2 separate regions of the Mus musculus genome follow, and region 2 is linked to region 1. Evidence: chromatin contacts called from public HiChIP or PLAC-seq data. All regions are on one chromosome and are shown on one strand. The core of a region is the stretch at or near the end of the contact, and the rest is flanking DNA. Distances in the headings are between cores, read along the strand shown. Region 1 overlaps Mtss1 (MTSS I-BAR domain containing 1). Region 2 holds the start of Mtss1 (MTSS I-BAR domain containing 1).

Region 1 (3,240 bases), core at 506-3,005:
CCCAAGTATGTTTGGTTAAAAACTCATACATAGATCTGCTTTTTCTTCCAGCATGCCCCACCTCCTCCCACCCCCATCCCAACCCGGCTCCCCAACCAACGCCCAAGTTAAGAACAGTCTGGTCTGGTGTGTTTTGCTGTTAAGACAGTGTAGAAGAGACTGAGCAACAAAGGGAAGGCCCCATCATCTCTGTGCTGGGCCACGTTGTCCTACAGCCTAGAGAGAGGGGGGGCAGGTGTCCACAGGCTTCTGAGCTTGGCCGTCAGTGGGTGGTATGGTGGACATATTCACGAGTCAGCATTTCACTGTGAGCAGAGGAAATCTGTAGTTGTCAGAGCATTGATGGTCCCTGCTTTCTCAGCTCGACTTTGGCCCCAGTGGGGTAGACATCCGTGAGAGGCAGAGGTTTTGGTGGACCATCCCAGGGGAGGATGGGAGCCTGGCTTCAGTGTTCTCTGTCTAACTACACGGGAACGCAGTGGGTGAGGTGGGCAGGTTGTTTGGGTGCCTGGTTCCCTCCGTGCTGAGTGAAGGGAGAGGACTCTCTGGAGGGACAGGTAGTGGAAGACTGGGTGAGCGGCTCACCCTGAGAATATTGGAACTTTCTCAGGAAGTGGGTGACTGCTGGGGGCCGCCACTTACATTCTTAGATGCTCTGTGTTATACATACAGTATGTTACGTACTTTCTTGAGCTAGCAAAGGTTATTTATGTCTAAAACTGTGTATTCTGAGCTTATTAAGTATTTTCAAGGGTGGGTTTTGACTCTATATGATCTTCCTATTATGCACTAATTACAAATGGCTCTTTCTTAACTAGAACACGGCCACTCTTCTCTCGGACTTTTGTTAAGTCTGTAGAGTTTTATGAAGTTCTGATAAGATTTTCCATTCAGGTTTGACATTCTCATCTGCGTTTGAGAGAAAGTACAGGGTATATCATATAGCCAAGGTAGGCCTCCCTGGCCTGGCCAGTCCTTGCACCCAACGATGGGTTACATTTACTGTCTTACATGTGGTTTGTAAGGGGACAGCTATGGCGATTGATCTAGCAGTTTCCTGAATGGCAACTGAATTCGTCATTCACTGAGACAGTGGACAGAGAAGATAGGTCAAGGGCTCAGGGAGTCAGGCTGTTTGGGCCTTAGCCCTGATCTCTACCTTGGATGAATCCTTCAACTTCTTAAGGTTTGACCTCTTCAACCCGAACAGTTAGGAAGACCCTAACACGCCTTCCAGTTCTGTGTTTAAAGTTACGAAGCAAGTACTTACATAGCACGTGCTGTGTACACATGCAGATACTGTGAGGGATCTCAGGGAAAGGCTAAAACCTCGCCCTGAAGGAGCTTAGAAATTCTTTCTCTGGCTTGAATGTAGGTAAAGCCTCTTTGCCAAAGGTCCAGGGTAGAAGCTTAAGAGCTAGTATCCTGTGTGTGACCCTGCTGTCCCCAGCAACAGGTCAGATCTAGACTAGTGCAGCAGGACTAATTCTGCAAAAGGCCAAATATTCTTGGTCCCTGGACATATATGTAAATGAGTGTGTGTGACCGTGTTCTAATAAAACTTTATTTACACAGACAGCTATCCCTGTTCTAGAGTTGCTTAACTGATTACTGGAAACAGTAAAACGTTGTTCGGATAACTAGAGTCTGGTGGTGTGGCCAGATAAGTAAATAATACGGCTCCGCTCAGTGTAGGTTTGTTCTTCATTTTGTCACCAACAAAGACCTAACTATAGACATCTGGTTACCAGGTTCCTTCTGCAGGAAGGGCATTGGAGCCCTCCATTAGGGACTTAGTGCCAACCATTCCCAGGTCCGAGGACTAGGAGCTGAATAACTACCTTTGTCTTCAGGGACTGGAACTTGTGCCTAAACAAAGGCTCTTTGACTGAGGTGGACCTGACAAAGCCAGCTTGTATGCATTTTTGGAAGCGTCCCTAGACACCTTGCTCCCCATCCCCAGACGAAACAAAGAAAGGAATGCTGTCACTGTGTGACCCGAGGTTTGCTGGCACAGGGGTCTGCAGGCTCGCACAAGGCCTGCAAGCTAGGAAGCCATCGCAGGAGATGCTCCTCGCTGGCAAATCAGCCAGATAAGTAAATACTCCCTTCAGAGGTTAGGAACAGGAAATAGATGCTCCTAGGAAAAGCAGCTGCTTCCAGTCTTTTGGGAGCGATGAGTAATGTTTTTAAGTCCTGGCAAAGGGTGCTTTGCCTCCAGCGAGGACTTCAGAGAAGGGAATTTGTTCTCGGAGCTGGCATTTCAGCGAGCTGACCATTCCGCCTTGTTCTGTTCACAGGGAGGGGCGACATCCAGCCTCAGTTGGACAGCGCTCTCCAGGATGTCAACGATAAATACCTCCTGTTGGAGGAAACGGAGAAGCAGGCTGTGCGCAAGGCACTCATCGAAGAACGAGGCCGGTTCTGCACCTTCATCTCTATGCTGCGGCCAGTGATCGTAAGTCGATGGAAACCTCTGGAAGGCTTGAACTAGGTAGTGTGGGGAGGGCTTTCCTTCTTGATTTATACATCCACCAGCCTACTGACAGCCACCTACTGCTATCTTGAATCTCGATGGCGGAAGCATGTCCACACATTAGATTCTCAGCGAGGAGCTGATGTCCACGTGGCCAACTCCTTATCCGCAGTTCATAGCAATGCTCATCCTATTTGGGCTTGCCTATTTATTTATTTATTTATTTATTTATTTATAACTGAGTTATGGTGTACCCTATCTGGGCATGGTGGCCCAAGCCTGTAATCCCAGCACCATGGAGGCTGATACAAGAGGGTCGCTGTGAATTTTAGGCAAGTCGCGGCTGCACAGTAAATTCTAGACCACCTAGAGCTACAGAGTGAGGCTTGTTTTTTTCCCCTACCTCAGAAAACAAACAAACGAAAGAATCCTAAGGTAAGAGTTCCAGGGCGACGCCAGCACCTGTCAACTAGATAGGAACATTCTGAGGCCCACCGTATCTCAGACTCCAAGCCTGGGACCCCGCACATCTGTGTCTTAAGCCCTCGGAAGCATCTCGGGATCCGCTCCCACATAGTTTTCCAGTAAACCCCGAGCAGAGTTTGCAGCAGCCACTCTCGACGCTGCAGGAAGGCTCCTGGGGCAGCTCTCTCCACCCTAGCGGAATTCTCAGATTGGAGTTGTTCCTCTGTCTGTACCTGTGCCCTCTGGTTCCCACTGGCACTTGGGAAGGCGACTGAAATGTTCGCAGTCTTGGCTTCCAT
Region 2 (3,240 bases), core at 553-3,052, 120 kb before region 1:
CTTCCACACAGCCCCTTTCAAAGAACTTAGTGTTGGTCTTAAGAGAGGACAACTAAGTCAGTACTGAACCCGGTTGGAGCTTAGGGGGAAAAGGAACCAAGAAGTGGGTAGGGGCAGTTGAGGGATATTGTTTGGAGTTTGGCAGAAAGGCAGGTCCAACTTCTTCCACCAACAAAAACAAGGACCTTCAATTAGCTGTAGTGCATAAAGTTGCAGAATGCACTCTGCGGTGACCACATGCCAACACTGCAGGCTTGCAATAGGTGATCTGAAGCTAGATTGCACTTGATTCTTGGCCTGGCCTACTTTTATTGAGGATTTCCTGAGTGTTGACTTCCCTTGTATCAAATACCACTTGAAGCATTTTCACTTATTAGCTCGTGCAATGCTTAAGACAGCTATCAGGTAAGTACCACCATCACTCCTGGTTACCAAGGAGAACACTGTGGCCCAGAGGGCTCAGATAACTTACTCAAGGCCACAGGGTTCATGGGTTGTAAAATGGAGCTTGTACCAGCCAGTCCCGTGACTTGGATCATTATAATAACAGCGACATTAACATAAAAAAAAACAATTCCGGAGAACACAGCACGTGTCAAGTACTAATATGGGCAAGGTGCAGGTGAGGTATTTGCAACTGAATCTCCTTAAGGGCCGGAAGCAGCAGGGTTGCTGCACAGAAGTGACTTACAGAAGGTTTGGCCTCTCCAGATGTCAGGGAGAGTGACCTGAAGGAAAATACAAACATCAGTGTTCTGTGCAGAGTTCCCTACATTCTTTTGATCAGTGTTGAAAGAATGACTTACTAAACTGAGTTAATTGGGACTACAGCATTTGACAGGATCCTTTTGGTCAAGCTCGACACGGGTTCCGTTGACTCTTGCAAACGGTTCAATTAGGTGCTTTAAGATCGTTTACAAGTTGCCCATTTGATCCCCTACCAGACACCGGAAGACGTCAGAATAAGTGCTCCTGGCTACGGAGTTAGGCAGAGATGCTAGGGACACATTTATCAAGCCCACCTCAGTCTTTGGTGCCCTTTTTAAAAACTTCTCAAGGGGGTTTTCTGTGGCTATGGCAACCCTGGCTGGAAAACCATCAGCATTCCAGCCATATGCAGCCAACGATCTGTACAGACAGATGGGCAAGTGATTAGGAACCCTGATGCCCTTTGCGTTCGCTCAGCCTCAGCAGATCAATCTAGCGCCCTGCAACTTTCTGGAACTCAGCATCCCACCGCAGGATACTCTTCCCAGACTCTCCCTAATCTTGTAGCTGGCTCCCTGCAGCCGTGACTCGGGCGTTGCAGTCCTGACATCATCGAAGAGGCCTCTTCTCCAGAGGCTGCAGCAGCGACAGCAGTAACAGCTTTCCCGCCTCACTGGTCGCTCACCAGGTGCGGGGCGCAGCGCTCAACGTGCCGACCTTGCAGGTCCCTCGAGGGGCGGGGCCGGAGGTGCAGCGCGGCTTCCCTGCACGCTAGCTGCCATTGTGGGCGGCTGGGCGCTCACTCGCCCTCTCCACTCAGAGACCCTCGCCGCACGAGGCGCTCTGAACGTCCGGGAGACGCACACCGGGCTCGCCTACCCTCCCGCCAGCTCCTCCTTGCAGCAGGCGCTCTGCACGCCTCTCAGCCAGCGCGCGCTCCCAGCCCCGCCCTCGGGCGGCTCACGCACGAGCCGCGGGCGCGCGCCTCCCCCGCGCTCCCGCGCCAGACGGTCGCGAGCGCGCGTGCGCTCCTCGCAACATCCCCGGGAGCACCGCCAGAGCGAGCGCGGGGCCGGGCGCACAGGAGTAAAAAGGAGGCGGCGGCCGCGTCTGCGAGCAACAGATCCGGGCGACGCGAGCTGACCTCGTCTGCTGCTGCCCTTTTTCGTTCTCTCTTTCTTTATTTTGGAGTTTCAGAAAAAAATTATATTTGGAAGACATTTTTTTTTTTTTCGTAAATGGCGCTGGCCCCGGGTCAGCGGGCGGTTTTCTCTGCACCAAGATGGGCTTCGCCTTTTCCGTCGTGGGCACTCTTGGTGGCTTGATTGTCAGTCTTCTCCGGGCATTTTTGAGACCAGGAGCCGAGCACTGCACATAGGTGACTCGCCCTCCGGAGCGGCTGGGCGTCTTGGATTGGGACTTGGGGGGGCAGAGTGCAGTAAATTGCGAGCACCGCGTGCTCTCTGCAAAACCGGCGGCGAGCCGGAGGTAGGTCGCTCCCAGGGTGAAACCGCTCCCGGGCTGAGCGAGCCCGGCCCCGTGCGCAGTGCAGCCGCCCCGAGAGCGTGTCCTGTCCCCGCCGCGCCGGGAAAATGGAGGCTGTGATCGAGAAGGAATGCAGCGCGCTTGGAGGCCTCTTCCAGACCATCATCAGCGACATGAAGGTAGGACGCTGGGGGCGCGGCTGCTCTGACCTCGCCGCGGGGCTTCCCCTCCACCGCGGCCGGCCTGGCCCTCGCCGGCGCTGCCGGCCACCTGCGGGAGCTCTGGCGACCCGGGTGTCACCTTCTTACCCGCCGCACTGCTCCGGCTGTGCTGGGTCACTGGGCAGGCGACTTCCCGGGGGCTAGTGGGGGAGAGTCTGATGCCACTTACCAACCCCTGCATTCATAATCCCAGGGGGCGACACCATCTTGTTCCTTTGGGGGTTTAGGGCCCTAGTTCCAAGTTTTCCATTGTCTGTCCCTGGACTGAGTGTCTGCGACCCGTGGAGGATGGACGCCCTGGAGGACACCTGACTCCCTGGGTTTGGGGTGGAGTGCTTGGCGCGGTGGTGGAGCGGTAGTGGGGGCCCCTGCTTGGCTGCAGGAAAGAGTCTTCCGGCCTGGGAGATTGGGTGGCAGGGTTGTTACAAGCTTGGCTTTCAGGTCTACCTGGAGTAGGGGAATCTGAGCAAATTAGTTATTAATTAGTCTGTTCCAGAGCTGCTGATGGTGTTCCTTGCATTCCCCATACCCTCCCCCGGGGCTTGGCGCAGAAGTTCCCAGGGACCCCGAGCCTGAGAGGCTCACAACAGGAAGGCAAGGTTGAGGTTTCCAAAACTACTATACCCAGCTCTCTCAAACACACATCCACACCCCACTCTTCTCTGGGAAGGATTGTGTGTGCGTGTGAGTGCGCGCGAGTGTGTTGGGGGCGGGGAACAACCCTAGCCTTTTCCTGCAAAGGGTGGGACTGGAGATAACCTGATCCTCGATTGTGGGTTTTCTGGTGCTCAGAGGTACACCGTGACTTAGGTTACCCACCCTAATA

The links. HiChIP or PLAC-seq counts read pairs in DNA pulled down with a chosen protein or histone mark.
Region 2: an H3K4me3 HiChIP or PLAC-seq map of stem cell-derived neural progenitor cells shows a contact between it and region 1, with 50 read pairs. The contact joins the promoter of Mtss1 here to the enhancer-like site in region 1. A contact is called at or near these places in 12 of 39 promoter capture datasets (the C10 cell line, the HPC-7 cell line, HPC-7-derived erythroid cells and 7 more), 1 of 15 datasets of contacts at CTCF or cohesin (large pre-B cells), 11 of 484 Hi-C or Micro-C datasets (CD4 T cells, the G1E-ER4 cell line, bone marrow-derived macrophages and 6 more), 23 of 115 datasets of contacts at active chromatin or transcription factors (the 230-238 cell line, the SCID.adh cell line, bone marrow-derived macrophages and 14 more) and 4 of 9 other capture datasets (adipose tissue, liver, macrophages and 1 more).

The regions. Positions count from the first base shown.
Region 1 is chr15:58,955,651-58,958,890 of GRCm38.p6, reverse strand. It overlaps Mtss1 (MTSS I-BAR domain containing 1), which reads left to right. Exons shown (of 15, transcript NM_144800.2): 8 at 2,301-2,458. Among named protein-coding and RNA genes, the nearest start is that of Ndufb9, 23 kb to the right of the region's middle. Within about 2 kb of position 1,755, at least 20 of the 459 cell types and tissues checked have an H3K27ac peak or open chromatin away from gene starts, as enhancers often do. A contact at or near this core is called in neural progenitor cells, neural stem cells and stem cell-derived neural progenitor cells, where this site is marked.
Region 2 is chr15:59,080,588-59,083,827 of GRCm38.p6, reverse strand. It overlaps Mtss1 (MTSS I-BAR domain containing 1), which reads left to right and starts at 1,802. Exons shown (of 15, transcript NM_144800.2): 1 at 1,802-2,372. The coding sequence starts at 2,301.